Regions from separate parts of the Gossypium hirsutum genome. Here region 2 is linked to region 1. The links are chromatin contacts, called in public Hi-C maps. All regions are on one chromosome and are shown on one strand. Each heading gives the region's core, a stretch centred on a gene start, on an enhancer-like site or on the middle of the called end of the contact. The rest is flanking DNA. Distances are from core to core; before and after follow the strand shown. Region 1 holds the start of LOC107923651 (sulfate transporter 3.1). Region 2 overlaps LOC107922949 (heat stress transcription factor A-2d).

Region 1 (3,782 bases), core at 1,078-3,577:
GAGGCCTGTGTCCCAGACACGGTCTTACACGATATTTTAGATCGAAGTCAGCGTTCCTTTAGAAGCATACAGATACTTTTCAGATACTAACATATTATCAGAATTTACCCAGAGTTCATTCATCAAGCTCTCAAAGCCATCCAATACAGATTATATTTTATATGCGCAAAATTTAGTCAATTTAACACGTAATTGTAATTTGACTTACCTCGTACGAATTTCTGATAAAATGAATCGTCTATTCAACTATTTTGGACTTCCCCCGATCTAAGTATGATTTTCTTTGTTTTTGATCTAATACAATTCAAATTAAACCATTCAATCATGCATTTCATTCAAAATAATCCATGAACACATATTTAGGGCACTTTACATTTTAGCCCTTATATTTTCACACTTTGACAATTTAGTTCATTTTTCACAAAATCACAAATATGCATAATTCATTAATATTATAGCTTGGCCAAATATACATGGCTTCCATACAAGCCCAAATAACACATTTAATACAAAATTTAGTCCTTCAAAACCTTATTTTCACAAATTAGCCCAGATAGTTCTATTTCATAAAAAATTCAAGTACAAAGCTTATAAATCATCTACTAAACCTTCATAATTCATCCAAGAACATTACAAAACTCATGATATCAACAATGGAATTTCATGAAATCTTTAACAGAAATAGAAATTCAAACATGGGCTTTGAAGAACACAAAGCAACGATCATAGAAACGTAAAAATTATCAAAAACAAACAAAAATTTGTATCTTAATCAAGGTGAATAAGAGCCAAACCCTAGGAAGCCCTTTTTCTTTCTTTTTCCTTTGATTTTTGGTAAAAACAATGTGTTTATGGCCATTTTCATGTTTTTTTTATATATATTAACTTAATATACCTTTTTACTATTTTACCCTTGTCTTTTAAACATTAATAAACTATTTACTAATGTCTAACAAGGTCATTTAATACATTACATGGTCAATTAACTACATAAGGACTTATTAGTCCAAAGCCATTTCAAAAACATACATTAAAATGTAGCATGCTAATTTTACCTTTTATGCGATTAAATCTTTTTTGTAAAATCGAGCACAGAAACAGACAAATTAAATCACAGAAATTTCACAAATACAAATTCATATATCACAGACATAGAAAATAATATTAAAATATTTTTCGGACTCAAATTTGTGGTCCTGAAACCACTATTCCGACTAGGGCCTAAACCGGACTGTTACAGTGAACCCATAAATTTATGCGAACCTTGTTTAAATATGATACTTTTTTGCATGCATGTTTCTCCTTTTTTTGTGAAGCATGTTATTTAGTGAAGCTATGATGTATGAGCTATTTAGGTGTTAAGTTAACTATTAATATTTTGTGAACTTAATATTCAAAATTACTGTATGCAATTTATCAAATCCTGCGAACTCATGTAATTTTGTGCGAACTTATATTTGTGTGTTGGTTTGCAATCTCTTGTGATGATAAGGCATGCGAGCTATGTCTAATTGTGATGCGAAGCCTTTAAGTGTGATGTGAATCTATAAATATTTTTTAAGTGTTGGAATTATTGTATTGCATAATAGTGAACTCTGATTTATTTTGCATGTGAACCCTTGTGTTTTATGAATATATGGTTTTTCGCTGCTTTGTTAAAGAGTAACACTATGTTTGCATGCTATGTATAAGTAGTGTCTTGGAGGTTAGGTTTGAAATTATCAGAGAGTCACTTTAGTTACTAATATGGCACGTCGGATTCGGGTCGAATCTTCCTGACGAGGTTTAGGGTGTTACATATATAATTTATTTAAAATATATAATATTATTTTATAAAAAAATATTTAACTGGGTTAATAACATTAATTCACTCGCATAGTTAAATATTAGCATGGATATTTAGTTTCTATATAAGGTAGGTTCGTAAGACAGAATCACCAGAAATTAACTGCAATTTTTCTACGTGGCAAGCGCAGACTTGTTTAGGTAGATTTGCAATGAAAGGTTAACACGTACCATGGCGTCGCCGTTAACGTAGTCTTCCTTCCAAAGTAGAAATTTGGAAACTAAAACAAACGTGAACTTCCAGGATTTTGCTCTCCATTCCATCTTTAGCTGGCTGAACAGACCTCCCCCTTAACACAAAAAATCTGCACGAGGTGGCCAACCCCAATATTTTTTATTATTAAAATATAATAAACTTTGAATGCTTGGTGAAGGAGAGAGGGACTTAACATTCAGGCGGGCCCCTTAACCCACTCACCCTACTGAATCCAATGAATCCTCTTCTTGCATCATTGCCCCTTCTATAAATACATCCACCTAAGGTATCCCATTTCACATCCCCCCAGCACTTACTCTCCCTTCCTCTTTCCATCTTCTTTCTTCTATTCAATCTCCTCCACACACACACACACACACACACACATATATCTCTGCTGCTAAACTCAATTAATAACAGCATATACTTTGATGGGCAACGCTGATTATCTGTACCCTTCCACCAATGAGTACCGTCAATGTGCTCACCCAGTGGCGGTTCCTCCGCCACAACCATTCTTCAAGTCATTCAAAAACTCTCTCAAGGAGACGTTTTTCCCAGATGACCCTCTTCGACAATTCAAGAACAAAACACCCTCTCGGAAGTTTTTTCTGGGACTGCAATATTTCTTGCCCATTCTTGAATGGGGTCCTCGTTACACCTTCCAGTTCTTGAAATCTGACCTTATTTCGGGGATCACCATAGCCAGTCTTGCTATCCCTCAGGGTATTAGCTATGCAAAGCTAGCTAACTTGCCGCCTATACTCGGCCTATGTAAGTTCCTAAATATTAAAAACCTAAATAGATTACTACACACAACTCTTTTGTTTCAGTGGGTTGACTCGTGAATAGTAATTTACTGATCAACTTTTTCTTCGGTGGGAAAAATAAAGATTCAAGCTTTATTCCACCACTGATTTATGCGATGATGGGAAGTTCAAGAGATTTGGCAGTAGGGACTGTTGCAGTTGCATCACTTCTCATAGGTTCTATGTTGGGGGACGAAGTAAACGCTACTGAGAATCCTACGCTTTATCTTCACCTTGCTTTCACAGCAACTTTTTTCGCCGGCCTTCTGCAAGCTTCCTTAGGCCTCTTAAGGTACATTAATTCAGCCACCCACTTACTCTCTTGTTTCCCGTTTTGGAGGACATTGGTTAATAATATAATGAAAATTACACTTAAAATATAAGTAAAGTATATGCCAATATGGGTTAAAAACAAGATCTAGAAAGGCGGCATTTTTTGTTATAGCGTCTTAAATTTGACAAAAAAACAGAAGGGATTACAGCACAACATACGTACTTTGTCTTCTCGCTGCTGGAATTATTGTCCTCTGCTGCTGGCTGGCTGGATATGTATTTTCTAAAAAATTTCATGTCCAGTAAGAATTTTAAAAAAATTAAGGAATTATTGCTATATATGTCATAGAGAATCTACACAGAATACGATTGAACCATTGTTTTCACAATCGCAATTGTCATTTATTGTTTGATACAACTAAAAAAGCCTAAAAAAAAAAGAAAATACATGGTAGAAATAATAATTAAATTAGCTGATATTCTATTTCTTCATGGTAAATTCTAAAATTTACTTAAAATTTTTTGTGGTGTTTTTTGCAGGGTAGGGTTTATAGTCGATTTCCTTTCACATGCGACGATAGTAGGGTTCATGGGAGGAGCAGCCACCGTAGTGATATTGCAACAGCTAAAGGGAATTCTAGGACTTCAACACTTCACTC
Region 2 (3,693 bases), core at 343-2,842, 180 kb before region 1:
CTTACATTTTTTTTTGTCAAATCACCTAAAATGAATGAAAAGTTTAATGTTTTTTAACTTTGTTAACGTTACATACACATGGATTGTCACGTGAATGACATGTCAACGTTTAATTAATTTTTAAAAATTTAAAAACTCAAAAAAATATAAAAACTGTTTTTAAATATTAAAATCATTAAAATTATTAAAAAAATATAAAAGTTATATTTTTAAATTTTAAAAAATTAATTAAATGCTAATGTGTCATCTATGTGGCAATCCACATGTATACCACATTAGCAAAATTAATAAACATTAAATTTTCTATCCATTTTGAGGTGATTTGACAAAAATACAAATTCAAGGGCTAAAAGAGGTGAAAAAAATTAATGGAAGGCTAAATGACTATTTTTTGTAAAATTGGAGGGCCAAAAAGTCATTATATCTTATTTTTTTGATACAATATTAGGGTAGAGAATGGAGATTACACGGTTTAAACCCATACCAAACGAGTTCTAACAAGAGCTTTAACCTTCCATAAAAACCAAGATATGTTTATGTTATTTTTATATGATTGAGTCTTAGTTATTTTTATCATGTTATGTTGATATATATCCTGATAAAATTTGATAGTCTATATTTAGAAAATTCATAATTTTGTACAAAATATTCTATAATGATTGCAGTTAATTATTCATCTGAATTCTCTTTAAATTTTTTTATTGTACAAATTTATTATAAAATATAATTTCAAATCTAATCACATATTGGCAGTGAAGCGAATATGTTGATTGTGGTAAATAATAAGTAGAAAGAGTCACGGATGAGACGAGGGCAGAAGTAGGACCATGCTATCAAGAATTCAAGACTATTATTATTGCAATAACAATAATAATGACATGATTACAAATTTATTTGCTCTTTTTGGTCCCTCCATTCACGGTCTTGCTGGTTTGCACCAATATGATACATAGAATATATATACATGTTATCTTCATCTTCAACTTCATTATATCTACTTGATCCTAATATTTTTGTGGACTTCAATCATTTCTGAAAACTTGAATAACTTTTTACCCCCCCGCAGAGAAATTCCACAGATATCCTGTTTTCCATCTTTTAGAACCTATGCTAAGATCAGGCAGTAAAAATAAAAGTTGAAGACAATTTGTATACCATCATAATAATAATGGTATGGACAGAGAAAAACTTGCCTTGTCCAAAAGACAAAAACTCACATGTCATGCATTGTTTCCTTGGAACAGAACCCCTTTGCAACCCTAAACCATAAAAGAGGTGTCTCCATTTCTCATCTAAAAACACTGATAAAAGGTTAGCAACTTTATGACACAATTAACAAAAATGGCAACTAATCGGGTCGCATACACCATGCATGTGATTATGGTTTAAAATGGTAAATTGTAGCCAAAGGCAAGAACCAACCCTCATGTTAGAACATATTATCGATCATATGATGTTGGGTTCAACATGTGCAAGATATTTAACCTAATGGGACGAAGAAAGTGAATTCGATTTGATAATTTTAGTTCCAGATGGTTATATTGTATTTATGGCTTCATTTTGTTTCTGTCGTTTATGGTCCAAACTCCATCCTATCTTCTCTGAGCCTGGGTAGATAGATATTGTGTTATTGGGCCCAAACAGTACTGGGAGTCACCTCAGTTCTTATTATTCATTTTAACGCCTCACAAAATAATATGATAACACAAATATCTGAATGTGTCAAATTTTTTATACTATAATAAGAGTTGTTAATGCATTAAATTTTAATAAGATTTAAAAATTGTCATTCATCAAAATTTACATAAATATAAAAAGGAGGGATGTTTCAACCATGAATTTATTGATATAATTGTATATGTTATGTCTATCATATTAATTTTAAATATTGTATATAGTGATACTTATTGAACAATTAAAAGTTCTTATATAAAAAAATAGTTAAAAAATTTTAATTTGATAGAAAATAAATATAATAATTAAATTATTAAAATATTAATCATACAAACATATTTTAAAAAAATTCTTTTTAAAAACCATAAAGGATAAAATGTGGAAATTTGGCTCTAATTTATAGCAGGAAAAAAAGAAGAAGGAAAGTACATGCAATTATGTGATATCAAAATTCAAAGAAAAAAACATCCGTAGAAGTAAAAGTTTCTTTTATTTTTTAAAGCCTATGGAGCTCAGCTAGAAAAATCTACTTTTGCCCTTTCCCTTTAATGAAAGGTGGGCCAACTCTCACATTTTGAATTTTGGACAAAAAATCTGAATAAAATATTTCTTTTCCAGCTTTGTTTGGGCAGATTTTTGGGTAATAGCTGATAAACTTGGAGATTTTTAAGTGTCTATATATCTATAATAACTTTAATTATTTTAGAGATATTTTAATATGATTAAAATTTCAATCTTAATTTATTTAAATATGTTTTGTGTCTTTATTTTGAAATGTCAAAATGTAGTAGTATATGAGTTTTGGTGAGAGTTTTGTAATAATCATGAAAGTATTTTATATCCCTTTTGTGAATGTCCTATTAAATTTAAGAGTTTTATTTACTGATTTGCTTTTTAGAATTTTGAGTTTTGTATTCAGAATTTTAAATTAATTTTGGATTTTAAATTTTGTATTCAGAGTTTTAAATTAATTTTCTTTATATTATACTTTGATTTATTTACTCATTTAGTAAAAACTCGAAAACTCATTTACTTATAGTTTTTTCACTTTAAAATTTTTCCATATAAAATATTTATATTCATTATTCACAATTTTTATAATGTAACTAATGACTTTATATTGTAATTATTTCTCCAAGTTCTTTTTTGTTTGCTTTGGGATGCTATGGCTTCAATTTCAAAGTCAGCCTTGTTTGCTTCCTGGGTTTTTTATATGCTCGGTTTCTTTTCTTTTCACCAAAAAATATTAGTATTAATATTTTTAAAAAATCCTCATTTATAATATCATAAAAATATAATAAAAATGTATGAATCATGTGCAAAAATAAGTGTGTAAATTTAAAAAGAAAAATCAAAGCTAACACTGTTATTAAAATAAAAATATTTCACAAGTGACTTACAAGGATGTTATATGTGTTAATAAAATAAGATTGTAACCTAATACATATTCATATTCTGTACTCATTTGATCCTCAATCCTCTTAAAATGAAAAAAATTTCATTTTGACTACTTAAAATTTTTAAAATTTTAAATTAATAAAGATAAAATTATATTTTAACGCCACTAAAAATAATAGAATTTTAACTTAATATTTTAAAAATTATATTTTTACTATTGTAAAAATTATAATTTAGTTTCTATCCCCTAAATAAAATTTTTTACTTTACCCCTAATACATATATTCCGAGATTCAAAAGTAACAGAAAGAAAATGTCATTCAATACGTGTTGGAATCCCAAAATTATTTTCAAAAGAAATTACGAGGATGAATCAGTGTGACTCAGCGGAAATCATGACTCCGATCGTTTCACTGTTTATTGCAGGGACAATTTTTAGCCCCATTTTGGAACACTTCCAAATTTCAATGGATTTGTGGCGCAAACTAGTAGCCAACATATCCGCCCATGCAATTTCAGCCACAAAAAATGAGAAAATATTTGACACCATGAAAGTCACATTTGAGCATATGATCATGTATGTTATTCTTTATAAAGATACAGACAGCACCTAGACGAATC

Evidence for each region. Hi-C and Micro-C count contacts between places; a contact is called where the count stands out from the background.
Region 2: a contact with region 1 is called in a Hi-C map of leaf, with 3 times the contacts expected there. The contact joins the enhancer-like site here to the promoter of LOC107923651 in region 1. A contact is called at or near these places in 2 of 34 Hi-C or Micro-C datasets (both in leaf).

Annotation. Positions count from the first base shown.
Region 1 is chrA11:14,226,654-14,230,435 of Gossypium_hirsutum_v2.1, reverse strand. LOC107923651 (sulfate transporter 3.1) reads left to right here and starts at 2,327. Exons shown (of 11, transcript XM_041081130.1): 1 at 2,327-2,815; 2 at 2,935-3,142; 3 at 3,664-3,782. The coding sequence starts at 2,473.
Region 2 is chrA11:14,403,975-14,407,667 of Gossypium_hirsutum_v2.1, reverse strand. LOC107922949 (heat stress transcription factor A-2d) reads right to left here. Exons shown (of 4, transcript XM_041081132.1): 4 at 3,612-3,693. Among protein-coding and RNA genes, the nearest start is that of LOC107922727, 4.4 kb to the left of the region's middle. Within about 2 kb of position 1,592, at least 3 of the 9 cell types and tissues checked have an H3K27ac peak or open chromatin away from gene starts, as enhancers often do. A contact at or near this core is called in leaf, where this site is marked.